5 separate regions of the Sus scrofa genome follow, and all the other regions are linked to region 5. The links are chromatin contacts, called in public Hi-C and HiChIP or PLAC-seq maps. All regions are on one chromosome and are shown on one strand. The core of a region is the stretch at or near the end of the contact, and the rest is flanking DNA. Distances in the headings are between cores, read along the strand shown.

Region 1 (5,535 bases), core at 2,298-4,797, 240 kb before region 5:
ACGAAGAAATAGCACGGTGAGCATGAAGAGCAGTTCGGGGTTGGCTGCAACCTAAAGTATGAGGCGGAAAAGAGGTCAGAGTTGCAGGTGGGTCCAGATGAAGCACAGCGCTGTGTGACTGGCTGAGAAGCTCAAACTTTGGAAGTTCTAAACTTTAGAAGTTCTATTTGTTTAGTAAACAATACATATTTGATGAATAAATGAGTAGGAAAAGACTGGATGAATGAACAGACAGATTTTAAAATATTATTAAGCAGGACTTTGACTCAGGTTTGTTTTCAAAGATCATTTAAGGGAGAGTAGTTAGTGTGGAGAACATGTATGTGGGGAATAGGACTAGAGATGGGGAAACTAGTTAGAAGGCAATCATATTTCAAATGAGCGATGATAAGGTTTAAAGGCCAATAATAGAGACAGAGAAAAAGAGCGGATTTGAGAAATATTTAGGGAGTAAAAGACTTAGTGATGGATGTGCTAAAAGTTCAGGGAAATGTGGAATGTGAATGGTCTGTGGAACTTCCAGGCAAAGCTATCCAGCACGGTATAGTTAGAGGTGAACATGAAACTCAGAAGAGTAGTCTAAGCTGGTATTTTGATTTGGGAACATGCAGGAGGGAGTTAAAACCAAGCCAGTTGGGAGTTGCCCTTTTGGCGCAGCGGAAACGAATCTGACTAGTATCCATGAGAATGAGGGTTCGATCCCTCACGTTGCTCTGTGGGTTGGGGATCTGGGGTTGCCATGAGGTGTGGTGTAGGTCACAGAAGCAGCTTGGATTCCGAGTTGCTGTGGGCGTGGTGTAGGCAGCAGCTGTAGCTCCAAACTGACCCCTAGCAGGGGAATTTCCATAGCTCCAAATTGACCCCTAGCCGGGAATTTCCATACGCTGAATATTCGGTCCGAAAAAGAAAAAAAAAAAAAAAAAAAAAAAGTCAGTTAATATGCTCATTCAGGCAGTGTGTAGCAAATGAAAAGAGCAGTGGCTAGAATCACAAGCCTTGGAAACCCCCAACACTTTAGGCAAAGAAAAAGACTATCCACTGGAAAGGGGAGGGAAAGAAAAAGGAGTTCCCATCATGGCGCAGTGGTTAACGTATCCAATTAAGAACCATGAGGTTGCGGGTTTGATCCCTGGCCTTGCTCAGTGGGTTAAGGATCCAGTGTTGCCGTGAGCTGTGGTGTAGGTCGCAAACTTGGCTTGGATCTGGTGTTGCTGTTGCTGTGGCTCTGGCGTAGGCCGGCATCTACAGCTCTGATTAGATCCTTAGCCTGGGAACCTTCATATGCCAGAGGAACAGGCCCTAGAAAAGGCGAAAAGACCAAAAAAAAAAAAGAAAAAAAAAGGACTATTCACGGGAGAAATGACTGGTTAGAAAAGCACATGAGAATCAGCTAGAACGTAAGCTCTTTAAGAGAAAGCACTCTAACTTGTTCATCTCTGTACTGCAATAAAGCGTACAGAAATGCTGAATAAAGGAGCTGGTATATCGCCGTAAAAAGCAATCAGGAGAGGAGTTCCCGTCGTGGCGTAGTGGTTAAGGAATCCGACTAGGAACCATGAGGTTGCGGGTTCGGTCCCTGCCCTTGCTCAGTGGGTTAAGGACCCGGTGTCGCCATGAGCTGTGGTGTAGGTTGCAGACGCGGCTCGGATCCCGCGTTGCTATGGCTCTGGCGTAGGCTGGTGGCTACAGCTCCGATTCAACCCCTGGCCTGGGAACTTCCATATGCCGCGGGAGCGGCCCAAGAAATAGCAACAACAACAACAACAAAGAAAAAAAAGCAATCAGGAGAAATATTAACAAGTTTCAAAAGCAACAAAGGGATCCAGTAATCAACTGAAAAACATCTATCTGCCTAGGTAATCCACCCCAGGGAAAATATCAGGGGAAGGATAGGTCTGAAAGCTACACTGCAGGAAACCAAGGTAAGGAGTTGGAAACAGAATTTAGAATACTCCTTCAAAAGTTTGGATAAAAAGGGGGAAAGAGTTACTGGATGAGAGCTAAAAGAAAATGGATCACTTCTTTCTTTCTGGCTGGGATTGAGGGGGAAAGGATCTGAGAAACCTGACCTTGTTTATACACCACTGGGACATAGATATGGGCAGAAAAGGTCTCACAAGTATAAAAGAAAGGTCAGAAGCAAAGATAAAGAAATCTGCTTTGATCAGGACACAGCTCATCCTATGACACTTAAGGAAAGGTAAACGTAAGTATAAATCTAGATTACTTTGTGTGAAGGGAAAGGAGGGGCAGAAATTTGAGGAGCACGTGTAATAACCTCAATTTTCTCCCTAACATAGTAAATAGTTACAGAGTAAGGTGTATGGGAGCTTAATAAGCTGAAGAAAACTGATATAAAACAGTGGATAACATCCAAGCCTCCGAAGTCCAACTGCTAGAGTTCAAATCTTGCCTCCTCCACCTTACTCACCATGTGACTTGAGGTCAGTTATCTACGCTGTCTTTACTTCTTCAGCTGTAAAATGATATTAATTATTGCTCTACACCATGGCATTGTCACAAGGGCTAAATTAAGATGTAAAAAGTTCAGCATCTGGCAAAAAACACGGATTCAACACTAGTATCACTCTTGTTAACAGTGGAGGTAGGATGAAAGCGGAGCTAAGGAAATGACCATCCACAGCACTGACTGCAACTAAGGTGAAAGGGCACAAATCTGTTTCGTCTCCCCATAGGAAGAAGCCTGTCTCAAACGTTCTAGTGATATCCAATATAAACCAAAAGGCCCCAAATCTGGACCACATTTAATTCCATATGGAAATTATATCCTTGTTTTCTTCTTTCTTTTGTCTTTTTGGCTTATTCTAGGGCCGCTCCCGCGCATATGGAGGTTCCCAGGGTAGAGGTCCAATTGGAGCTGTAGCCATCGGCCTACGCCAGAACCACAGCAACACCAGATCCAAGCAGCGTCTGCGACCTACACCACAGCTCATGGCAACGCCGGGTCCTTAACCCACTGAGCAAGATCAGGGATCGACCCGCGACCTCATGGTTCCTAGTCGGATTCGTTAACCACTGCGCCATAACATGAACTCCTACATCCTTGTTTTCTTGAACCACAGTCACTCACTAGTCTGTGAGAAAAGGCTTGCATCTTCTGACCTTCCTATAAGGCCTGTCGAGGGCGCTGTGAAGGGCCCTCAAGTTCCTTTCAGGGAGCGTTTCTGGGGAAAACATCCGTCCTGACAGGCTGAGCCGCCTCCTTGGGTTGGACAGTGCCCACTCTCTAATCTTTCCTCTGCTTGTGTTCCGACTGACACAAGTGATGGGCACAAGAGAAAGAACGCTGTGTGACGAAACCAACGTGAAAGCCGCCAAAACACAGCAGGAGAGAAATGGGACACCCAAAGCCCTAGAATGAAGCAACACCTGCCGACAGAAGCCGTGAGAACGTCACTCAGGGGCAGTAGGGGACCAACCTGAGGCCCACATCCACGGCTTTCAATCCGGCCAGCAGGGTAGCGGAGGAGGTAGGCCAACAACTGCCTTACCTCGAGACAGCAGAGGGGATAAGCTCACGTTACTCCTCCATGACGCACAACTTCCGGCGCTGAGGAATGACGTCGCGAGACAGGCTGGAGTGCAACCAGTGACGTTACCATCGTCTGTCCCAAGATTGGCTGAGAGGGTCTCGCCCGATGCCCGGTTAGGGAAGTGCCCGCCCCACTTCATTGCTTAGTGGGCCGCTGTCCGAATTTGGACGCTCCTGGCAGTTATCCCACTGAAAACGGGCTCTCTCCGCATCTTTCTACCCGAGAGCCGCACTTCTGTCACCACCTCTTGGTTTCTGAATTGGCAGAGACCAGGCAGCTGTCCTCTCGGTGGCCGTGTCTAGGCAGCTGTGCAGCCTCTTGGCATTCTTTTCGTAAGGAAAAGCCCGCGACTTTTCCGCTATACAAATTACCTGCGTTATTCTCTCACCCCCTTTCAAAGCTACAGTCTGCTTTCTCCTTTCCTGGAAGAGATAGGACTGGAGGGGCTAGAGGCGGGGAAACCTGCAAAGATTTTTTTTTTTAATATTAAAGATTTTTTTTTTAATGCTCTTTTCACTAAATGAATTGGCTGAGGGGCAGAGGAGAAAATCAGGATCTTTGGAATGAAATATTTTCCGATTTTTATCGCAATTCCAGGATGTTCCCAGAGTCTTATATTACAATTATTCAAAGGCATTCTGGCAAATGAAAAAAATCCCTATCTCGTTCGGAATGTTGCTTCCTTACCTAGGAAAGCGGACGCTCAAAGGTATGATGGAGATATCGAAGCTATCAAGATATAGCAGGAGGATCTTCCAGGAAACACAGAAGAGAGACTTGCCCTTGTTAGCAAAGAAGATGCAGGTTTTTATTAGGGCCACCCCGGAAAGTGGGGAGCACAGGAAGCATCTAAGTGGCCACACAGGCCTCATGGCTGTGGAATGTGGTTCACAATGCTCGAGGTTAAAGAGAGCCTACTCTGGTGACGTGACCAGTTTTTGGGGCTCCCTCAGAATTAAGCTTCTTTTAGCCTCTGCTTCTACCTGACCTGCCTTTGTGTGTCACAGTCACAACTGAATTGGATTAATTCACCATATATTGTGCAGAATTGGGTAGAGATTTGTTGCCCAGCCTATTAGCTCTAGCCCTTTGTCCATAGCAAATTACTGGTCCAAGAAGAAGGATCACAGGGCATAATGCATGGCTTAAGGGCATGGTGGACACTTAAAATTTTCAAGGACTCCAGAACTAAAGATTTATCACAAACATAAATATAGAAATTAATAGAGAGTAAGTCTGTGGTATTATCTAGTGCAGTAGTTCTCAAAGTATTATCCTTATGACAGTAGCAGTGGCCTCTAAATGCTTGGGAAGCTGTTAGAAATGCAGATTCTCAGTTCTCACCTCAGGCTGATTCAGAAACTCGGGGGGGGGCGGGTCCAGCAATCTGTTTACCAAAGCCCACCAGGATATCCTAATACATGGTTAAATTTGAGATTCACTGGTAGGAGGTAAAGGCTTCAAACCATATGCTGTGATAAGTGTGTTTTGTTGATTTGCTCAGGGCTTTGGTGTTTTGTTTTGTTTTTCTTTTTCCCAAGTTAAATTTTTCTCAATTTTCAACTGTGACAAAACATGCATAACATAAAACTTAGCAGCTTAACCATTTTTAAGTATAAAGTTCAATTTGTTAAGTATATTCACATTAGGAGTTCCCATTGTGTTGCAGTGAATTAAGGATCCAGCATTGCCACATCTGTGGTGTAGATCACGGCTCTGGCTCAGATTCGATCTCTGGCCCAGTAACTTCCATGTGCAGCAGGTGCGGCTGAAAAAGAAAGAGAAAAAAGCATATTCACATTGTAATGAAATCTACCTCCAGAACCTTTTAAACTCGCAAAACCGAAACTCAACTCATTTCCTCTTCCCCCAGCCCCTGGCAGCCACCATTCTACTTTCAGTTTCCATAAGTTTGACCACTCCAGGTATCTCATGTAACTGAAATCATACAGTAATTGTTTTTTTTGTGACTGGCTTATTT
Region 2 (5,297 bases), core at 2,392-4,891, 220 kb before region 5:
ACCTAATGAGCCACCAGAGAACTCTGGTGAAGGCTTTTAAACATAGCAAATGAAGGAGAAGTAGGAGGGGAAAAGAAGGGAGAAGAAAAGAACCGAGAAGCCAAAAAAGAAAGTAATCAAAAATTACCTACGTAAAAATTAAAAACTTAATACAGCCAAAATGTATACATATAGATACAGGCATGAAGTCACTAGAGAAAATAACCACAACATATGACACACTAAAACCTACTATCCCTAATATAAAAGTGCTATTATATGTTATTAAAATAGCAAAGACACCAGAGAAAAGTGGGCAAATGGTAAGAATAGACAGTTGACAGAAAAATCAGTCAGTAAATATCTAAAAGATGCTAACTACACTATTCAAGAAACTTAAATTAAAATAAAAGATATCACTTTTTAATCTCTAAAAAAGGTTAGCAAGGACAAAAGAAAAAAAAAGATCCCTCCCATATAGGCAAGGCCCACTCACATACTGCTGACAGTACAAACCAACATGGAAAGTTATTTATTCAATTTTAAATCTGCATTCACATTGACAAAGCCATTTCTGTTTTACAGAAATACTTTCACAATTACCCAAAGGTATATTTAAGAATTTCTCTGCAACATTATTCATAACGCAGTGGAAATTACCAAAATGCTCACCAATAGGGGAGTGGTTAAATAAATTATAGCACCTACACACTATACGCTATGAAGTTATTAAAAACAACAAGCCAGACTTATTTATCCTGACATGGTAAGATGACAATAAATTAAGTGAAAAGGGAAAATTGCGAACAACACGTAAAAAATGATCCTATTTCTTCACCGAAAAAGATCATATTCTAAATTACTGCTAATCTTTTTGTATTTTATGTAAATAAGAATTCTTTTTAAGGGAGTTCCCTTGTAGCATACCCTCAGCATATGGAAGTTCCCCAGCCAGGGATCAAATCCAAGCTGCAGTTGTGACCTACACGACAGCTACAGCAACAACAGACTTTAACCCATTTTGCTGAGCTGTGGAGGATTGAACCCTAGCCTCCACAGTGACCTGAGCCACTGTAGTCAAATTCTTAACCCACTGTGCCACAGCAGGAATTTGTTTGTTTGTTTGTTTGCTTTTTTAGGGCTGCACCAGAGGCATATGGAGGCTCCCAGATTAGGGGTCAAATCAGAGCTACAGCTGCCAGCCTACACCACAGCCACAGCAACACAGGATCCAAGCTGTGTCTGTGACCTACACCATGGCTCAGGGCAACGCCAGGTCATTAACCCACTAAGTTAGGTCAGGGATAGAACCCCAAACCTCATGGTTTCTAGTCGGATTCGTTTCCAATGCACCACGACAGGAACTCCAGCAGGAACTTCTAATAATGTTTTTTAAGACAACTAAGCATCACCTAACTTTGCCATTGGAGTGATAAGTTATTAGTTCTAAGCTATCTTCATGTTTGTATCACACTTTCATCTTTCTAATACTTGTATGAATTTCACTTGGGTTCCTCAGGCAAAAAGAAACACTAAACATGGTAACATTTAAGAAACACTAAGCATGGTAACATTCACTGTGGAAAATCTTGGTTGATGTGATTTAATATACACCATACTGATGTTTACCTCATATGCTTAACATTGGCATTCATCCTTGAGGGCAGGACAAGAATTTAGGTGATTTTTATATTATCAAGCCCTAGTTCACTGCCTGGCAATATTAGACTTTTATTTTTTCTTTTTTTTGTGGGGGGGGGGGGTTAGTACCTGAGGCATATGGAAGTTCCCAGGCTAGGGGTTGAATTGGAGCTGCAGCTGCCAGCCTACACCACAGCCACAGCAATCTGCAATTGCCACCACAGCTCACAGCAATGCTGATCCTTAACCCATTGAGAGGTGTCCCCTGGGATGTATCCACATCCTCAAGGATACCAGCTGGGTTCTTAACCTGGTGAACCACAATGGGAACTCCAGTACTAAACTTTTAGTAACTGCTGATTAAACAAAACAAAGCCCTTTATACCTGAGGTGATATCTGAGATGGCAACACCTAAGATTGGAAATGTTAAGGGTTTGTCAGCTGGAGCACAAGCAAAAACAGGTGAAAAAGTGCATTTGGGAAAATGCAGATAGTGACAACTTAAAGAGATAAGGCTGAGGTGATAAGCTTGGGGATAACTCCAGGGTAAAGTTCAAAATCCTTAGTTGAGTAAGATACACCAACAGGTGCTCTCCAACTACCTCTGAGGCCTCACCTCCTGTCACTCCAGCTCTTAGCTCTGGCTATAGTCAAATAACTGCAATTTCCTAAAAGCATCATATTCTTTCACACCTTAACCTTAGGTTCCCTTGCACTTTGTCCTTTTCTGGGAATACTCCTCTTCTTTCAAAACTCAGCTCAACTGCCACTTTCCCAAAGGAGCTTTCTCTGTTCCATCAAGTGAACATACAAGATCTTTCCTCGCTGAACTCTATCTTCCACTTCCCTTATAGTTAGTTCACTTCTCGTCTCCCTACTAAAATGTGTACAGAGCTTATTCAACTTTACATCTTCTCCGATGCTAGATACTCCAATGTTTTGTTATTAAATAAAGAAAACAGACCACATTTGCCATTATGCCCCAGGCTCAACATCTGAAAGCCCCAAGGACTCATTTTGCAAACTACAGATTCAGACTCACAGACTGGTAGAACTTAATTGTTAGGTCCAATAATTAAAACCATCCGTGTAATAATCTATGTAGGAAAAGAATCTGATGAGGAATGGCTATATGTATAACTGATATACTGATTTCAAGTGAACTGATGACACCTGAAACATGTTTATAAGTCAACTCTAATAACATTTATTTAAAAAAAAAAAGTTTGCCACTCTTGGTGTTACTGTGCCTAGGCTAGCCAAACCAGGTGAATGCCTGGCCTGAGAGGTTCCAAGGCCCTGGGTTTGCACCAAAGTATTCCAAACGTTTCCCTGTTTAGAGCTGCCTGAGCACAACGTATTACAAGGCCCAAAGTATATATCGTGTGTACAGGGGCCAAAACTTGCACGGAGGGTTCTTCCAACTTCGCAGTTCAGTGAATTACGAGGCTTTGGACAGCGCGTTAAAAAAAGCAAGATCCAAGGCCTGAGACTGTTCAGGAGCCCACAACCGTCTTGATCAGAAGTTCATGCTCCATGGCTTCCCAGAACCTCAGGTCTAAGAAACTAAACCGGTTAGAGACGCCAAAAGCGGTGTCAAACGCGCCGGCGGAGAGCAGGTGCGGCAAGGCTTTGTTCTGAGAGATTCCTGTACCGCACACCGCCCCGGCCAGCGTCCCTGTTCCCCAGCTCTCCGAGCTCTAGCAAGCGGCGGTGGCGGCGGCTCTCCTGATTGTGAATCCTGAGTTGGCCCGGAACGGAATCGCAGCGCTACTGGGCAAATCCCTGTTCCCGCCCAAGACTTCCAGACTTTAGGGCCCGCTGGGTGGAGGAAGGGGATCCAGAAAGTTCTACGAGCTGCAGGAACCCAGTCTTGAGCCCACCCCCACAAGGCCCTTCAGCTGAGTCCCTCCCACTCCGAGCACCCCCGCGCCGTTGCCCAGGTAACCGCGGGGCGGTGGCAGCAGCCGGAGGGGGTGGGACTTCCGGCGGGTGACGCGCCGCGACTCGGCTACAAAAGACGACGGTTGCGGCGCGCCGGGCGGAACTTTCCAGAACGCTCGGTGAGAGGCGGAGGAGCGGCGGCTGCCCGAGCTGCGCACAGAAACGCGCTCCTTCCCGCTCCCCCACATCGGCCTCGGCCCGCTCACCGGTGAGTTTCTGCTTTCACGCTTCCTCTGGTCCCCAGGCCTGCGCCATTAGCGGCTCCGGGAACTGGGATGGAGCCGCGGTCAAGTGGCGGTTGGCTCCGCGTGGGCTGCGGGGCTGTCGGTTCCTGTATCCTCGATTCCCTTTCTGTAGAATTGATGGGGGTGTCCCGGCAGCCCTTGCTGGTGCGCAACGGCTGGGCCCGATACCGTTCCAGAAGCTTTCCCCTCGCCTATCTAGCCGGGGGTCTCCAAGGATCTGCCGCCTCCGGGTTTCCCTCCGCCCGCCCTCGCTGGGGGTGGGGTGGGGGTGGGGGCGATTCTGCGCGCACGCGCAGGAGGAGCCAGGGGCGAGGGGCTGCGGGAGGAGCTTGGCGGAGGCTGCGGTTTTCGCATCTCCGGTCTCCCCTCCTTCTCTTTGTTGAGGGTTGGGCTTCTCCCACCCCTTCGCTCCTGAGTCGGAGGAAGAAAGGAAGGAAGCCCAACGCTCGGCGCTAAGTGCAGGGGGAAACCTAAGAACATGTAAGCTATGCTGGCTTGTGGGGCAAGAGGGGTTCGGCGTTCAAAGCAGAGAAGCTGTAGGTCCTGTGATTGAGAAACAGTCTCAGGATTGAGGGGGAGGGGAGCTTGCTTTCTGGAGCTTCCTCCCCGCCTTGTGCCCAGACGTCTTTTCTAGGAAGTGTATGGTTTATCAGATTTACCAAAGATGATAATGACAGTGGACTGAACCTATTAGTGCGTCTTGTCTTTACTGCCCTGTCATTAATGGGGAGGGGAGACAGGAAGAATCGAGATGGAGGTTTTCAGGTGGAAAGTGGGAACAAAGTAGTATGGGAGGTTTCTTAATTATTCCCTGATAATTATTAGCTTATATTTAGTCTGTTAGAATTTAATGGCTGAATTATCAAAGGACTTGTTACCGTCTCTGTGAAATTTAGGGAAGGTGATGTTCTTATGATCAGATTTGGCAAAGAACAAATTTCTTTGCCTAAACTCTTGATTTTTACTAATTAAAACTACCAGTTGAAAGTAGTTAAAATTGAACTTTTTTATTTCAGGCTGTAGAAAATGGTGAAAGAAACCACTTACTATGATGTTTTGGGGGTCAAACCCAATGCCACCCAAGAAGAATTGAAAAAGGCTTACAGGAAACTGGCCTTGAAGTACCACCCTGATAAGAATCCAAATGAAGGAGAGAAGGCGAGTACCATACTCACACTTTAACATAACTGGGTAGTTCTTGCCAGGTGTATGGTATTTCCATTACAACATGAAATTGAGTATGTCTAATACAGTGGCTGTGCTTTGTGACAGTTGAGTTTTTTTGGTGAAATTTATCCCCTTTTTTCTCACACAGTTTAAACAGATTTCTCAAGCTTACGAAGTGCTCTCTGATGCAAAGAAAAGGGAATTATATGATAAAGGAGGAGAACAGGCAATTAAAGAAGGTGGAGCAGGTGGTGGTTTTGGCTCCCCCATGGATATCTTTGATATGTTTTTTGGAGGAGGAGGAAGGATGCAGAGAGAAA
Region 3 (5,426 bases), core at 1,835-4,334, 210 kb after region 5:
GAACATTGCACAATAGGTTCCTGACTTATCTCCCAGATTTCCCCTTTGTCCCCCTCCATTCTATTTTTCTTTTGGCCATGCTCTTGGCATGCAGAAGTTCCCAGGCCAGGGACTGAACCCACACCAAAGCAGTGACCACCACAGCAGTGACAACACCTGATCCTTAACCCACTGTGCATCAGGGAATTCCCCCAGTCTACTTTTAACACAAGAGCCTGAGTGAACTTTTTATGTTTTTATTTCTTTTAATTTTGTTGTCATTGTTTTTTAGGGCCACATATGTGGTATATGGAAGTTCCCAGGCTAGGGGTCAAATCAGAGCAACAGCTGCCAGCCTACACCACAGCCACAGCAACACTGGATCCAAGCTGTGTCTGCAACCTACACGACAGCTCGTGGCAACACCAGATCCTTAACCCACTGAGCGAGGCCAGGGATCAAACCCATGTCCTCATGGTACTAGTCAGATTTGTAACTCGCTGAGCCATAATGGAAACTCCCTTGAGTGAACTTTTTAATACTGAAGTTAGATCACATCATCATTTTACAAAAAAAAGGGAAACAAAAACAAAAATGAACCCTGCAATTGTTCCCCATCTTATCCACAGCAACAGTAGAAGTCCTTATTTTGGTGCACAATGCCTTGCATGATGAGCCCCTTCCTCCCTTATCTTTCTGAACTCACCTCCTTCCACCCTCATTCATTGCAAAGAATGTACCAGAGTCCCCGTCCCTTGTTCTTCCCCTCCCTTTTCCATAATGTTTACCACCTTCTAACACTGCCTTGTCATGTTCACTATCTATCGTCCATTAAGTCCAACACTACAACATAGGCTGCGTTGTTCACTGATGTGTCCTAAGAATATAACTACTGCAAGGCACACAGTGTTTGCTAAATCAATGAACGAACACATGATTGACTGCATTCGCAGCTGAGCCTCCAGACAGTGAGAATAAGCTTCCAGCACCCTAGAATAGCAAGGCCTCCAAGGACATCTTCTGGAATTTCCAGTTCCCCTCACTACCTGCCTTACCTCTGTCTCAGAGGTTGGGGGCACCCTCATGATTCGCTGGTTGACCTCCCGTAGGAAAGCATCAATCCGCTCCTTCTTCTTCTCTGATAGCCTCACTTCCTTTAGTAGCTCCTCTACCTATAAGAAGGGGCAGGGAGAGTACTTCAGCCTCAGAGGCTCAAGCCTGCCCCTCTAACCCATGCCCCAGCCACTCAGTACCTGTAATCGGAGCAAGCTGGAATGGAACAGACTTTCAGTCTCCCGAAGGCGATTCAGCTCCTCATTGGTAGGCTCCTTGTACAGTTCTGCCCGGCTGAGTTTCACTGGCTGCAGAAGACCCACTGGAGACCCAGCCACTGGACGCTTCTTTGAGGAATCCCTTTTCCCCTCCTTGACTGGGCCTTCGAGAGCTGACTCCATCATCTGTGGTCAGTGAGAGGGAGAAGCCAGGGTGAGATCATAGATACCTAGTACCCATGCCTGACAGGCCACCATGGTACAATGTGGGTAAAAGATGATGTGGGTAAAAACTTCATCTGCTCCTGGTCTCTCCTTTGAATAGAAGTTAGAATGTGTAAAACAGAATAATTTTCACTTAAAAGAATATAACTGGAGTTCCCATTGTGGTGCAGTGGAAACGAATCTGAATAGGAACCATGAGGTTGCAGGTTTGATCCCTGGCCTCGCTCAGTGGGTTAAGGATCCAGTGTTGCTGTGAGCTGTGGTGCAGGTCACAGTTGCAGCTCAGATCTGGTGTTGCTGTGGCTGTGGTGTAGGGCAGCAGCTATAGCTCTGATTAGACCCCTAGCCTGGGAAGCTCCATATGCTACGGGTGCAGCCCTTAAAAAAAAAAAAGAATATGACTGAGCTCTTGGGGAGTTCCCTGGTCATCTAGTGGTCAGGACTTAGCACTTTCACCACTGTGGCCTGGTTCAATCCCTGGTCTGGGAACTGAGATCCCATATCACATTGTGGCAGAAGAGGAAGGAGAAGAAGTTTACTGAGCTCTAGACCAAAAACTCCTTGAGTTGAGGGTTCCCCGTATACTTGACAGCACAAGCATGGAGCTCTGCTTGGAGCTGATAGGAGTGGTAGCTGGCTGTACCCTGCCCAATGCAATGCCTAAGCTCCTGTGCTTTCAAGTATAAGGAGCTGCTTCTGCTGCTGGGTTAGTCCTAGGACTTTGCAAATGCCATCTCCACTCTTACTCTATCTAAACCCTGCCAGGTCACACACACACACACCACGACAGCATGCAAGCCCTGACAACAACAGACTTCAGGATACATTAAGTGCTCAGTAATGGAAAGAGCCTACTGGTTTTGAAGGATATACAGTAAATCATCCAATTCTCACAACAATCCTAACTGAAAACGCTAGAACGAAGCCCCGAGAGCTTCCACAGTTGGTATGCCTATACTGTGAGAAGGCTTCAAACCCTGATCTGAGGGATCCTAAACCTTCTCCCCTACAGCGGGCCCCGCCCCCCTCCAGGTTCCCACACCCGGAAGAGCCTTACTGGAGCGCTCTAGGAGCGCCACCATGTGGGGAGCCCAGAACTAGATCCCACCCAGCATCAAGGAGGACCTGGTCAGGGAAATGATCCAAGCTGCGGAGTGGAGTGGAGTGGGGTGTGGTGGGGTGGGGGCTGGGGCCACTTCAATTTCAAGGTGTAGAGCTAGGGAAGAGAGAAGCTCAATAGGCTTTAGTGCTTCTATCCATCTCCCTTACCAAGCCCTGTCTCGGTACCCCGGGCTGGAAACATTGGGGGAATGGGGCTCCTCCAGAAGGTACCGCCCTAGTGCCCCTTGTTGGCGAGCTATCAGGCTCTGCCGTTCCCCCCTCCCCATGTTGCATTCCTTCCTCCCAGATGGTTCTCCCACCTCCGGCTCCTCAGCAGTTCCGCGATGCTGCGCTCCCGCAGGTGCGGGCCCCATCCTTCTGGTATCCTGCTGGCACTTTGGGTTTAAATTCCGCTTGCTCTACAACTTCTTCCCACGTTGGCAGAAATGCCCAAGCACGGGCAGAAATGCTGGCACGATTGTCAGCAAGCCTCGTGGCGCAGGACTCCGCCCAGCTCCAGAGCCATTGGGTGAGTGCCCATCGACTCGCTCGCCATTGGGCTCTGTCACTCTCCAAGACCGCCCACTATGGGGGAGGGGCCAAACAGGGTTCTCCGATTTCCGGCTTCTTTGCGACGCCAGACCGGAAGCCTGCCTGACGCTTGGCGCAGCTTCCTTTCCCTCACTTCCTGCACTTGGGTCTAAAGGGTAAGGGCGGGGCTGGTTTGAGTTTCTGTGGTGAGCGTTTGTTTATTTACCCCGGTGATTCCTCTTCTTTTTTCATTTACCATTTAACCTTTTTTTTTTTTTTTTTTTTTTTTTTTTTTTGTCTTTTTGCCTTTTCTAGGGCCGCTTCCCAGGCTAGGGATCTAATCGGAGCTGTAGCCTCCGGCCTATGCCAGAGCCACAGCAACGCGGGATCCGAGCCGCATCTGCGACCTACACCGCAACTCACGGCAACACCGGATTTTTAACCCACTAAGCGAGGCCAGGGATGGAACCCTTAACCTCATAGTTCCTAGTCGGATTCGTTAACCACTGAGCCAGGACGGGAACTCCCAGTTAACCAGTCTTATCTGTTCTACCGCTAAAATATACCTTGAATTTACTCACTCTTGTCTCTTTGTTTTTTAAAGAAATTTATTCTGGCCGTACCAGAAGTATGTGCAAGTTCCCAGGCCAGGGATGGAATCCCTGCCATAGCAGTTACTCCCAGTTGCTATAGTGAAAACGCCGGATGTTTAACCCGCTGAACCACAAGGGAACTCCTCTGTTTTTACTGCCAAGTTTAGTCCAGTTCGCACGTCTTGTGCCTGGTTTATTGTAATAGCTTTTCTCTATTACATTTTCCAAATTTGCTGAATATGATGACCATCCATATACTCTTCACCTACCCATCATAACCTAGTATTAATAAATGCCAAATTTGCTTTGTCTTTGTGTACTTATGTTTTACTATTTTGCAGAGCCATGCTGTACATTAGATACTTAGAAGTTTGTCCTCATTTACTGGAAGTTTGTACCCTTTAACCAACATCTCATTTCTTCCACCTTCCAGGCCCTGGCAACTACCAATCCAATTTCTCTTTTTATGGGTTTAGCTTTTTTGGTTATTTATGGCCACACCTGTGGCATATGGAAGTTCCCAGGCTAGAGGTCGAATGGGAGCCACAGCCACCAGCATAGACCACGGCCACAGCAACCTGGGATCTGAGCTGCATTTTCAGTTTAGGCCACAGCTTGCAGCAATGCTGGATCTTTAATTCAACCAGCGAGGCCAGAGATGGACCTCACAGACCAGTTCTTAACCTGCTGAGCCACAATGGAAACCCTGGGTTTAGTTTTTCTGAATTCCACATATGCAATACTACAATACTTGTATTTGTCTCTCTCTGACTTCTTTCACTTAGCATGATGCCCTCAATGTTCATCATGTTGTCACAAATGGCAGGACTTCCTTCTTTATAACTGTAGAGTGTTTTGATTGTTAAGGAAGCTTTCCTGGAAGAGATGGGACTTGTACTAAGTCTTGAAGCATGATTTGAGTTTGAGTTAGCCAAGAAGAGGAATAACCACAGTTGAAATTTAAGGAAGACCACAGAGGTGAGAGATCAGTCAACCACTCACTCCACATCTGATGACCCTTAAATGCCAGGCTCTGTGCTCAGTGTCAAGGATAAAGATAAATAAGACATGAGGATCACAAGTCAGAAACCTGGAATAATGCTCTTGCTTTAACATTTCATAGGCTGGTTCCTCTGTTTATTTAAACATAACCTCAAGTGGTTTCTTCTGACCCTGCCTTCATTTAAAATTGCAAATAGGAGTGCCCATTGTGGCTCAGTGGTAACAAACAACTAGTATCCATGAGGATGCAGGTTCAATCCCTGGCCTCACTCAGTGGGGTTAAGGATCTGGCATTGCCATGAGCTGTGATACAGTTGCAGATGAAGCGTGGATCTGGCATTGCTGTGGCTGTGGTGTAGGCCTGCAGCTGCAGCTCTATTCGACTCCTAGCCTAGGAGCTTCCACTTGCCACCAGTGTGGCCCAAAAAAGACAGAAGAAAAAAAAAGAAAGAAAGAAAAGGAGTTCCCGTCATGGCTCAGTGGTTAACGAATCTGACTAGGAACCATGAGTTTGTGGGTTCGATCCCTGGCCTCACTCAGTGGGTTAAGGATCCAGTGTTGGTGTGAGCCATGGTGTAGGTCGCAGACGCACCTTGGATCCTGTATTGCTGTGGCTCCATCGTAGGCTCTGATTTGACCCCTAGCCTGGGAATGTCCATGTGCCGCGGGTACGGCCCTAGAAAGATAGACAAAAAAAAAAAAAAAAGCAAATAAATAAAATTGC
Region 4 (5,592 bases), core at 1,625-4,124, 170 kb before region 5:
ACAGCACTTGTATAGGGGGTCACACTGTCCTGACTGGAAGGGGTTTCAGATCGTAATTTAATCAATTCTCTTTCCCAGGAGAGAAACAATAATCAAAAAGTAACAACTGATGTTTATTATGTGTTTACTATATACCAGGGACTATTCTAAGCATTTTGGATTCATTTACCCTCAAAACAACCCTATGAGGGAGTTCCTGCTGTGGTGCAGTGGATTAAGAATACAACTGCAGGAGTTCCAGCATGGCTCAGAGGAATCGAACCCAACTAGTATTCATGAGGATGCAGGTTAGATCTCTGGCCTCAATCAGTGGGTGGGAGATCTGGCGTTGCTGTGACTATGGTGTAGGTCACAGACTTGGCGCAGATCCGGCATGGCTGTGGCTGTGGTGTAGGCTGGTGGCTACAGCTCCAATTTGACCCTAGCATGGGAACTTCCATATGCCTCAGGTTCCACCCTAAAAAGGAAAAAAAAAAAAAAAAAGAATCCAACTGCAGCAGCTCAGGTTGTTTCAGCAGCACTGGCCTGGTGCAGTGGGTTAAAGGATCCAGCGTTGCCACAGCTGCAGCTCGGATTCAATCCCCGGCCCAGGAATGTCCATATGTCACAGGTACTGCCTTTAAAAAAACAAACAAACAAACAAACCCAGAGTTCCCGTCATGGCACAGTGGAAACGAATCCGGGAGGTTGCAGGTTCGATCCCTGGCCTTGCTCAGTGGGTTAATGATCCGGCGTTGCCGTGAGCTGTGGTGTAGATCGCAGATGCAGCTCGGATCTGGTGTTGCTGTGGCTGTGGTATAGGCTGGCAGCTGTAGCTCCAATTAGACCCCTAGCCTGGGAACCTCCAAATGCTGCTGCTGTTGGGGCCCTAAAAGCACAAAAGGCAAAAAACAAAACAAAAACCTATAAAGATGGCATTACTCTTATGTCCATTTTACGTGAGGATGTGACCAAGTAACAGAGGTAAATGGAAAAAAAAAAAGATTCAAACTGGCAGTGTGGCAGGTAGCATCATCCCAGACAGGAAAGCAAACACCTTTTTTTTTTTTTTTTTTATCATTTTTGGCGGCCCTGAGCCATATGGAGTTTGTAGATCAGGGATCAGATCGGAGCTGCAGCTGTGACCTATGGCAATGGGATCCTTTAACCCACTGTGATGGAGACTGAACCTGTGTCCTGGTGCTGCAGAGACAATGTCAATCCTGTTGTACCACAGCGGGAACTCCCCAAATACCCTCTTAAAAACAGTTCCTGCAGGAGTTCCCTGATGGCCTAAGGATTTGGGGTTGCCACTGCTGTGGCTCGGGTTCAATCCCTGGCTTCCATAGGACACTTCCACTTACACTCCTAATATGAGACTCCATCCTTGCAAAGAACTCAAATTTGATATAACCAAAATCAAATTCACTTCCTTCAAACACAATGTAATACACAAAGAGCTAAAAGCTTTGGAGATAGGCTGGGATTTCAATCAGAGTTCTTTCACTAACTGTGACTTGCAGACAAGTCAATTAACATCTCTTTGCCTGTTTCCTCATCTGTTAAGAAAAATACCTACCCTGTAGGATTGATCAAAGGGATTGACTACAACACATAGTGTAACTAGCATAGAGAATACTTAGTAAATAGCAGCAATTACTGATCACAAAAACATGCTGCAGCCAAGGCTGGGAGGATGGTCAGTGCCCGATTTTATTCAGGCCCCAAAGGGTGGATTCCTTTCCAACTCCTGCCATAACTGTCTTCACTGTCCATCTTTGCTTTATTTTTCTCCACAACACTTACAGCCATCTGCTAAGCTATCTTACTTACTGATTTTGTCTGCTGTCTGCCTTCCCCATCACAATGTACTTTCCCTAAGAGCAAGGGTTATTGTCTGTTTCGTTCACTACTACAGTCCCAGGGGCTAGAACAAATATACACAGTAGATCTCAGTATTTGCTAAATGAATAAACCTCCCTTCCTCCTATGGCAGATCTTCAGGACAAGTCCTCTCCTTTACACTCAGGACACAAATGTTGTCTGCTGACTTAACTACTAAGCGTTGGCAAGAACAAGGTGGAGGATGGAGTCCTGGAGAAGTTTACTGAAGACTTTCTTCAATCATTCGTTAGTCCCCCTCTCTCCCAAATTTATCATTCTCCTTGCCCAATCTCCAAATTCTGTCCCTCCTTTGTGACTACAGAGCTCACACGCTAAATAAAATTCAGCGCCAGACAGAACCTGATAAAATAGTCGTTCATTCATTCTAAAAGCAATTATTGAGCCTTTACGATGGGCTGGGAATTGGGACTATAATGCAAACGAGTCCCTAGGAGCTATACAGGTTAGTAGGATGGGCAGAAAAACGGTGACGATACCAAAAGCTGTGCAGAAGAAAGCAAAGGACGGTGCACGCACAGGGAGGAAACCACCACGGTGTTCGATGGGGACGGGAAGAGATGGATGGCGTCGAGCCCAGCCCCCTTGTGCTGATAGACCGGAATCCAAATAGGATGGCTAATTTGCTCAGTTACAAGGTACAGCAGAAGTTGGCGAGGGCTAGAATTCAGGTTTTCCAGGAGTCTCCTTCCCCCAGCCCCGCGCCACCTTCCACAGGGCTTTGGGCTTCTCATCTGCTACCTCTCTGTAGGTCCACCTCCAAGGTAGCCAGATCCCAAAAGCTTCTTTATAGGAAAGGAAATGCCCCTCCGCTCCCCAGCCTCTCGGACGCCTCCCCCGAGCAGCTTCCACCACCTCCCACTCCCACCCCCGCAACCCTCTGCCTCCCGGCCCCGGCCACTTCGGTAACATTCCCACTGCAGGACTCACTCCGAGGACTCGATTTCGATCGACATGGCTCTAGCTTCCTGAGCGCAGGCCTCACTCCACTCTAAGGCCCAGCCGCGCAACGCACCAACGACACCTCCGGCGGCCCCTATACGTCACTTCCGCTCGACGTCAGACGCAGGCTCTGGGCGCGGTCTGTACGGAAGAGGGGCGTGGAGTACGTGAGGGGCGGAGCTTCAACTCTTCTGTCGAGAGTTGGAACATAGGCACCGGCTCCTATAGAATCCTTTCTTTTTCTTGGAGGGGAAGTTATCCTTAAAGGACTGGTTTTAAAATTTTTCTTTTTTGGTTTACTTTTTAATTAGTTGACTAGATTTAAAGGTATAGTTGGATTGGGAGTTCCCGCTGTGGCGCAGTGGGTTGAGAACCTGACTGCTGCAGTTCAGGTTGCTGAGGAGGCATGGGTTCAAAACTAGCGCAGAGCATAGGTTACAGCTGCGGCTCGGAATCAGTCCCTGGTTCTGGAACTTCCATACGCCATGAATGTAGCCAATAAAAAAAGAGTTGGATTTACAATACATCTCTGGGAGATTAAGACATTGGAAACCAGTGGCCCAGTTAGCAACATTTGTAGAAGAGTTCATTAAGTTTAAGTGAATAAATGAAAGATTTTAAAGCCAAAACACATTTAAATTAATCTGATTAAGTTTGGGCCTTAGGGATTTGCATATTCACTTCTTCGAAAGAGCTAGATTACTTGTAGCATTTCCAACTAAGTATTTACTTGAAAATGGTTTCACAACAGTGATGCAATTACAAGAAAAACGACGAAGGCAAATACAAATATGTAAAAGGAGATTTGCGACTTCTTTTAATAGACTTTAAGCCATACGTAATTAAATTAGCAGAGACAAGTGAAAAGTAGAGATATTAATGAATTTCATGTAGGTTATTTTTTTAAATATTTTTTTGCCATCCTTTGTAATTTTTAAAAAAATATTTGCAGCACAATGGTAAGAAATCTGTGTTGTAAAATTTGTATTTTTAAGCCATTCCCACAGCATGTGAAATTCTCAGGGCCAGGAACTGAACCCCAGGGGGATCTGTAACAGCAGTGACAACACCAGATCCTTAACCCACTGAGCCACCAGGGAACTCCTGACTTTTAATCTCTGATTGACAGCCAATGCTCAGCATCACAAACTATCCTCATCCATGTTTCCTCTGTAACAGCAGATTTGACTATGACATTTGTTACTTTATATAATCAAACTGCACTCTTTACCTAGTTAGGAAGTTTCTTCCCCCACTAAACTAGTTGCTTATGTAAATCTTCTGTATCCCAACTATATAACCCATCAATTTCCATATCATTCCCATACCCAAAGCATAAGCTTTATTACCTTGCTGATCCCTTATTAGCAATTTGATAAACTGTGACAATTGCTAAATATCAACTTGTCTAGGATATTTCATTTTTTGGTTTATTTTGTTTTTGTCTTTTTGGGGTGGGGGGGGCTGCAGCCACAGCATATGGAGAGTCCCAGACTAGGGGTTGAATCAGAGCTGTAGCTGCCGGCCTATGCCACAGCAACACTAGCTCCTTAACCCACTGAGCAAGGCCAGGGATTGAACCTGCATCCTCATGGATGCTAGTCAGATTCATTTCTGCTGCACCACAATGGGAACTCCTAGAATATTTCATTTTTATCACTAGACAAATGAGGTCTCTCACATCTCTCCACCTGTACATGGATAAAGAACCTCAAACAGGCACACAACACAGACAATTTCTAACCTCTAAAAGGAAGATGAATACACTGCACACTCAAGAGCTGGGTCACAGCCTCCTAGACCTAATTTCTGGTTAATAAACAGCCTAGAGTGACCCCAAGGGAAATCCAGTCTCCTGATCACGTCCCCTTTCCAGAAAGCTGGCCCTTCCCAGAAGTGCATGTCTCTGCAATTCGTCTCCTTAATCCAGCAGAGGGCAGGCCAACCACAGGAAAGCTGCCATTGTAAACTAGGCTAACAGGTGTCCAGATAGTTTAAAAAGGAGAGGTGTATGGGAGAGAGATCCCCAATAAGATGGGCAAAGGAAGTAGAAGGCAAGGTCAATATTTAGGTGCTAAAATTGGGCAACTGTTTGTCCCTTTCTCTTAGGTTAGACCCATTTTATCGAACATGATAACAAGGCAAAGTCTAGAGAAAAATTATCGCATAATTCTACCTGCTCATGGCAAGACATGACTCAGAGTTCTTCTAACTCAACCTCCACTTTTTTTTAATTTTTTATTTTTTTAATTTATTTTTTCCCACTGTACAGCAAGGGGATCAAGTTATCCTTACATGTATATATTTCTTTCCCCACCCTTTGTTCTGTTGCAGTATGAGTATCTAAACATAGTTCTCAATGCTACTCAGCAGGATCTCCTTGTAAATCTATTCTAAGTTGTATCTGATAACCCCAAGCTCCAGATCCTTCCCATTCCCTCCCTCTCCCGTCAGGCAGTCACAAGTCTATTTTCCAAGTCCATGATTTTCTTTTCTGTGGAGATGTTCATTTGTGCTGGATATTAGATTCTAGTTATAAGTGATATCATAAGGTATTTGTCTTTATCTTTCTGACTCATTTCACTCAGTATGAGAGTCACTAGTTCCATCCATGTTGCTGCAAATGGCATTATGTCATTCTTTTTTATGGCTGAGTAGTATTCCATTGTGTATATATACCACATCTTCCTAATCCAATAATCTGTGGGTGGACATTTGGGTTGTTTCCATGTCCTGGCTATTGTGAATAGTGCTGCAATGAACATGCAG
Region 5 (5,277 bases), core at 1,954-4,453:
CCACAATATATGTTGATGACACAGTATTATAAGGAAAAAATGTTATAAAAAAAGGCACAAATAAGAACCCACACTTCAGGATGCCAGAAACAAAAAAAAGGCTGGACAGAAATATACTTAATTGTTACAGAGGGGTTTATTCAGGAGAATATTTTGATTTTTGTGTTTTCCTCTATTTTGAGACATGGATTTCTACTGCCTTTATAATCCTAAAATCAAATGTTTTTAAAAAGAAAAGACAGGAGTTACACTATGAGGCATAAATAAAAATGCTTCCCATTACTAAATTCTTTATGACTGGCACCAAATGGGATAAGTTTAGCCCCATCAGATACCAAAATAACAGGTTGCCATGAGAATGGGAACACAGAGAATAGGGATAGGAGTGGGTGTGTCCTGGCCTAAATCAGCATCATCCACTTAGCCTGCCACATCCAGGCCCTGGTAAGTATGTTCAGCACTTGTCTGTGTTAGCACTATGCCAAGCACTGGACACACAGTAGTATCTCCACCCTCGTGGAATTTGTCATTCTATCAGATGTTTGGTGACTATGAAAACAATTATTTAATAGTAACTGTCATGTTCCTATTGTGGCTCAGCAATGTTGCCTCTATGGGGATGCAGGTTTGATCCTTGGCCTCACTCCCAGGTTAAGGATCTGGTGCTGCCACAAGTTGTGGCAGAGGTCACAGATGTAGCTTGGATCCGGTGTTGCCATGACTGTGGCGTAGGCCACAGCTGCAGCTCGGATTCGACCCCTGGTTCAGGAACTTCCATATGCCGCAGGTGTAGCCATAAAAAAGAAAAAAAACAAAACAAAATGCAATACAAGTTATGAAGAAGTGGTAGGGAGTGCCATAAGAACACACAATGGGAAGAGGCTCTAAGTTACCCAAGAAAGACTGCCCATGTGCTTCATCAAAAGTGGTAATATTTCTGCCACTCTCATGTAGCTGAATGGGGACACATGTTTGCAAGTATTCAGTACATGGTAGGTCCTCAATAAAAATTTGTTGAAGGAATGAATGAATGAACAAGCACATAAGAACTGTCCCAGTTTGAAAACTAAGAATCACTATTAGGTAAGCTTAAGAAGTTTTAAATAGGTCCTTTGGCTGTAAGGGCTCAAAGCTGGAAAAGAAATACCTACCCTTAAATATGAGTTTCTGAAAAGGCAGTGGGACCCCTGTGGCCTCTTCAACAACCTGGGCCAGGTCTTGGACAATTGGTTCACTACAGCCCTCTTGTGGGATAACCTGAAGATCATGCTTCTCATTGCCTGGGGAGATAGAGAAGGTTTAGATGAAGAAAATTCTTTCAGGAGTCATGGCTCAGCGGAAGTGAATCTGACTAGTTCCCATGAGGCCTTGCTCAATGGGTTAAGGATCCTAAGTTGCCATGACCTGTGGTGTAGGTCGTGAGCTGTGGTGTAGGTTGCAGAACTGGCTCAGACCTGGCGTTGCTGTAGCTGTGGCATAGGCCAGCAGTTGCAGCTTTGATTCGACCCTGAGCCTGGGAACCTCCATATGCTGCAGGTTCGGCCCTAAAAAAGACAAAAAGAAAAAAGAAAACTCTTTCACACAAATCAATATAGGCTGACAGTTTATTTACCCAGCCTTCAAGGTCTGCTCAAGTATTTTTGTTTCCTTATTATAGTAACTAACAGTATCAGTGATAATCAGCTAATATTTTAAGCACTTAACATTCATAAGCAGCTGACTAGACTCATTTTATGCAATCTTAATCATCAGAACAACCCCATGAAATAGGTCCTATTATTCCCCATTTCACAGCTAGATAAGCAAACTGAGTTCAGTCCAGTTAAGACCTGTCTAATGAGACCAAACTCTAGAGTCAGTACTTGACCTCAGATCTGTCTAATTCCAGATCTGTGCTTTTCTTCACAAGCCATCTCTCTCCTGTGGCCTTTCTGTCCTCTACTCTGTGTTGTACTAGTCAGGAACTATGTCTCCTTTGCTGTAATGTTTCTTCTTCAGCTTTCTCCCACTGGGCACCTGGTCACATACATGGCTGGTGCCCAATAAACAGACAAATGAGTGAATAAACTGAAACAGCAGAAAACTTCTTTTTGGAAGATTCCTTTCTGGGTATGTGGACAGTAAGGAGGTAGCCTGTGTCCAGCTCATTATGCCAACACTTAAGTCTGCTCGACAGCCGCATGAAGTCAGCAGGACAGGTGTTACTAATTCTACTTCACATAGAAGAAAGAGCTGCCTAGAAAGGAGCTATTCCAAGGTCACTCAAACCTGCAGAATTTAGAATCCTGGTCTACAGATTCTGAAGCCTTGAGGTCTCTACCAGTTGGTCCTGAAGAAACCCCATGAACTCAGCTCTCTAGAGAACTATCTTGTCTAGCTCTGTGTCAACTCCAACAGTAAGCAGACCCAAAGGGTGCCCAGAGTGTATGCCTGAACCCAACGAACTCAAACAGTAGATAGGAGTTACACATAGCAATCAGAAGCAACATGGCCAAATTCAAGCCTGGCATAAAGACCAACAACTACGCAGGCCCACACTTGTAACACACATAAGGACCACAACCCACGACGTGAAGCACTGACATCGTGGATCTTAAAAACGCTCTGAGATAAAATACACCAGCCACATGGAAAGGTGTGCCGAAACAAGACCCGTACAAAAGCCGGCCCCATGGCCAGACAAGATCCCATGCGTCCCGACACCAAACACAAGGACACACACTTCGAGAGGGCACATAGCCTAACCCACAGACCCCGACGGACTCTCGTAGCCCGGGATCAAGCCCACCGCAGCCCGCGCTCACTGTGGGTGACGGTCACGCTGAGCCCTGCTGCCGCCATTTCCTCGCTCCGGGCCACCTCTTCACTCAGGGCCGCCTCTTCGCTTCGGACCACCTCTTCGCTCCGGGACACCTCTTCGTTCCGGGTCACCTCTTCGCTCCCGGCCGAGCGAGGCCGCGCTTTCTTCTTCATCCGCGGCCTGCGAGAGCAGGCGGCGGCACCTCTGGTGGATCCCGCATGCCCTCTGGTCACACTCCGGACAGCTGATCGCTCGGAGGGAGGCGAACCGCGTTCGGCTGGGGGCACCGACTGACGCGGCTCCCGGCCCGGCCGAGGGGCGCGCCGCCGGGGGCCCAGCCGCTCCCGGTCGCCTCGCGGTCTCCGAGCGCCGCCGCTCTCCGCCAGACCCGCGTTTGTTGTCCTCCCAGCGGTGGGAACCTAGCTTGGCGTCCTGCCACCCCGCGGGTCCCCTTCCCCGCCTCGCCCGGGCCCGCCGGCCCCGCCCCTCAGAGCAGCCCAGCTGGCTTCTGCGGGCTCTGTTCCGAGGAAGCCGCCCCCAGGCCCCACCCACTCAGCGAGGCTCCGCCTGGCTCCTCTGGGGCCACGCCCACGACCGCCATTGAAGCCACGCCCCCTGCTGAATGTGCGTCCCTCACCTCTTACCTCCAGCCGCTCTCCTTCCCCGGAAGGCCCAGTTGAAGATCCGGAAAAAGGATCGGGAAACGCCAATAGGCACATTGCGCTTGCGCCAGGGTCCGGAAGTCAAGTCGGAGGCGGAGGTGACTCTGCTTCCGTTTCTGGTTTTGCTCCAGTGTTTAGGTTCTCTTTGCGGCTGTTCAAGATGAACCGATTCTTCGGGAAAGCGAAACCCAAGGCTCCGCCGCCCAGCTTGACCGACTGCATTGGCACGGTGGGCACTTTACCACACATAACTAGGCTCAGGGACTCTGACACTTCGACCCCGCCCACCCAAGGCTTCTACTCCTCCACTCCATTCCGGGGCCCGGGCTCATTACACCTCAGCTCTCGCCACCCCACTTTGGTTCTTGTTACCCAGGTCATTCGTGACGCCACAAATCAGGGACCCCCTAAGCCATCGCTGTCTCGCCCTACTCGTGCCCCACCCCTTCTGAAGCCCGCGTCCACTCACTCTTTATCCCCTCACTGGTTCACACACTCTTCCCACCTCGTCCAGTCGACCCCTAATTCCTCTACCATCGCTCATCCCTCTCTCACGTCCCCATCCTCGGTTTGATATCCTACCTCAACATTCTGAATCTCAGTAACACAAAATTCAGAACCCTGGCCTCTTATGTTAAGCCACCACTTTCTATTGAAGCAAATAGATCTACAGCCATAGCCTGGATCCACTGGGCACTGGCCTATTTCCTGATTGAGCCCCCAGCTGGACTAGTCTCTGATTCTAGAGAAATCTCAACTCAGACGAGGGGTTCTCAAATTATTTTTCTGCTCAAATACACTTGAGGGCAACTCTGGAATATTACAATCTGGGGTATAGTTTATAAAAGCCCCACCAGTGTTTCTGACCGGGTATCTTCCTCCCCACCATTAGAAATATCTGTTTTCACCTTTCACTTTATGCTCTTATTTTTCCTTTTTTTAATTCCTCTTTATTCACTCCTCTCCTGCCACTTTTCATGTAAATGTATTGCCATAACTACCACTGCCTTTGATATTTTTTTTTCCCTCAAGGTGGACAGCAGGGCAGAATCCATTGACAAGAAGATTTCTCGCCTGGATGCTGAGCTAGTGAAGTATAAGGATCAGATCAAAAAGATGAGAGAGGGTCCTGCAAAGGTAAGGTAGGCAGCACCTGCAGAAGGTGCTGTGACAGCCTAACTCAAGTACCAGTGGAAGTAGGGCCTGGTGATAGGGGCTGGTGAGAGGTACAGAAGACACGTTCACAGTCTAGTAAGGGGAAAACACATGTGAGGAGGAGGAGGAGAGTTTGTAGCAAAATATGAGAGGAAGGCTGTAGTTTGAACTGGTGGAGAAAAGATGCTGATCACATGTCCAGAAGCATGTACATGGGAATTAGGGCCTTCTACTGAGAAAGGGGAAATCTGGAGAGGCAGGACCTGCTCAGGAATAATGAGTTGCCAGGCTGGTCAGGTTAGATAAGTATAATAGAGTGGTTAAGGAGTGGCATGTTGGGGAAAAGTACTAGTATTCTCTGAATAATACCATCACTACCTACTAGCTGTGACCTTGATGAAGTTACTTAATTTCTTATTTTTCTCTTCTGTTAGTAGAAACAGAGTACTGTTAAGTTCATGGACTGTGAATGTAGAACTGCCTTCTTTTTTCCCATCCCTGTAACTTATTAGGCATCTGAACTAGAGCAAGATGCTTAGCATCACTGATCCTCAGTTTTCCCTTCTGTGAAATGGGAATGATATCTACTTTATAGTGTGAGGATTAAATGAGGTAATTCATGTGACCTATATAATACTGTGTGTAAATGTTAGGGATTAT

What was found. Hi-C and Micro-C count contacts between places; a contact is called where the count stands out from the background. HiChIP or PLAC-seq counts read pairs in DNA pulled down with a chosen protein or histone mark.
Region 1: a contact with region 5 is called in a Hi-C map of liver, with 1.9 times the contacts expected there. The contact joins the promoter of APTX here to the promoter of BAG1 in region 5. A contact is called at or near these places in 1 of 47 Hi-C or Micro-C datasets (liver) and 1 of 2 datasets of contacts at active chromatin or transcription factors (alveolar macrophages).
Region 2: a contact with region 5 is called in an H3K27ac HiChIP or PLAC-seq map of skeletal muscle. The contact joins the promoter of DNAJA1 here to the promoter of BAG1 in region 5. A contact is called at or near these places in 2 of 47 Hi-C or Micro-C datasets (heart right ventricle and psoas muscle) and 2 of 2 datasets of contacts at active chromatin or transcription factors (alveolar macrophages and skeletal muscle).
Region 3: an H3K27ac HiChIP or PLAC-seq map of alveolar macrophages shows a contact between it and region 5. The contact joins the promoter of NOL6 here to the promoter of BAG1 in region 5. A contact is called at or near these places in 3 of 47 Hi-C or Micro-C datasets (heart right ventricle, liver and skeletal muscle) and 1 of 2 datasets of contacts at active chromatin or transcription factors (alveolar macrophages).
Region 4: a contact with region 5 is called in a Hi-C map of liver, with 8 times the contacts expected there. The contact joins the promoter of SMU1 here to the promoter of BAG1 in region 5. A contact is called at or near these places in 2 of 5 promoter capture datasets (fetal skeletal muscle and liver), 10 of 47 Hi-C or Micro-C datasets (embryonic fibroblasts, fibroblasts, heart right ventricle and 3 more) and 2 of 2 datasets of contacts at active chromatin or transcription factors (alveolar macrophages and skeletal muscle).

The regions. Positions count from the first base shown.
Region 1 is chr10:33,468,101-33,473,635 of Sscrofa11.1, reverse strand. APTX (aprataxin) reads right to left here and starts at 3,547. Exons shown (of 9, transcript NM_213734.1): 1 at 3,529-3,547; 2 at 3,513-3,526. The coding sequence starts at 3,547.
Region 2 is chr10:33,443,900-33,449,196 of Sscrofa11.1, reverse strand. It overlaps DNAJA1 (DnaJ heat shock protein family (Hsp40) member A1), which reads left to right and starts at 3,641. Exons shown (of 9, transcript NM_001244163.1): 1 at 3,641-3,773; 2 at 4,827-4,968; 3 at 5,126-5,297. The coding sequence starts at 4,837.
Region 3 is chr10:33,019,693-33,025,118 of Sscrofa11.1, reverse strand. NOL6 (nucleolar protein 6) reads right to left here and starts at 3,084. Exons shown (of 26, transcript XM_003130678.4): 1 at 2,897-3,084; 2 at 1,233-1,436; 3 at 1,035-1,151. The coding sequence starts at 2,950.
Region 4 is chr10:33,396,665-33,402,256 of Sscrofa11.1, reverse strand. It overlaps SMU1 (DNA replication regulator and spliceosomal factor), which reads right to left and starts at 2,874. Exons shown (of 12, transcript NM_001243898.1): 1 at 2,812-2,874. The coding sequence starts at 2,837.
Region 5 is chr10:33,225,554-33,230,830 of Sscrofa11.1, reverse strand. It overlaps BAG1 (BCL2 associated athanogene 1), which reads right to left and starts at 3,203. Exons shown (of 7, transcript NM_001244791.1): 1 at 2,805-3,203; 2 at 1,152-1,280. The coding sequence starts at 2,973. It overlaps CHMP5 (charged multivesicular body protein 5), which reads left to right and starts at 3,594. Exons shown (of 8, transcript NM_001244744.1): 1 at 3,594-3,691; 2 at 4,495-4,599. The coding sequence starts at 3,623.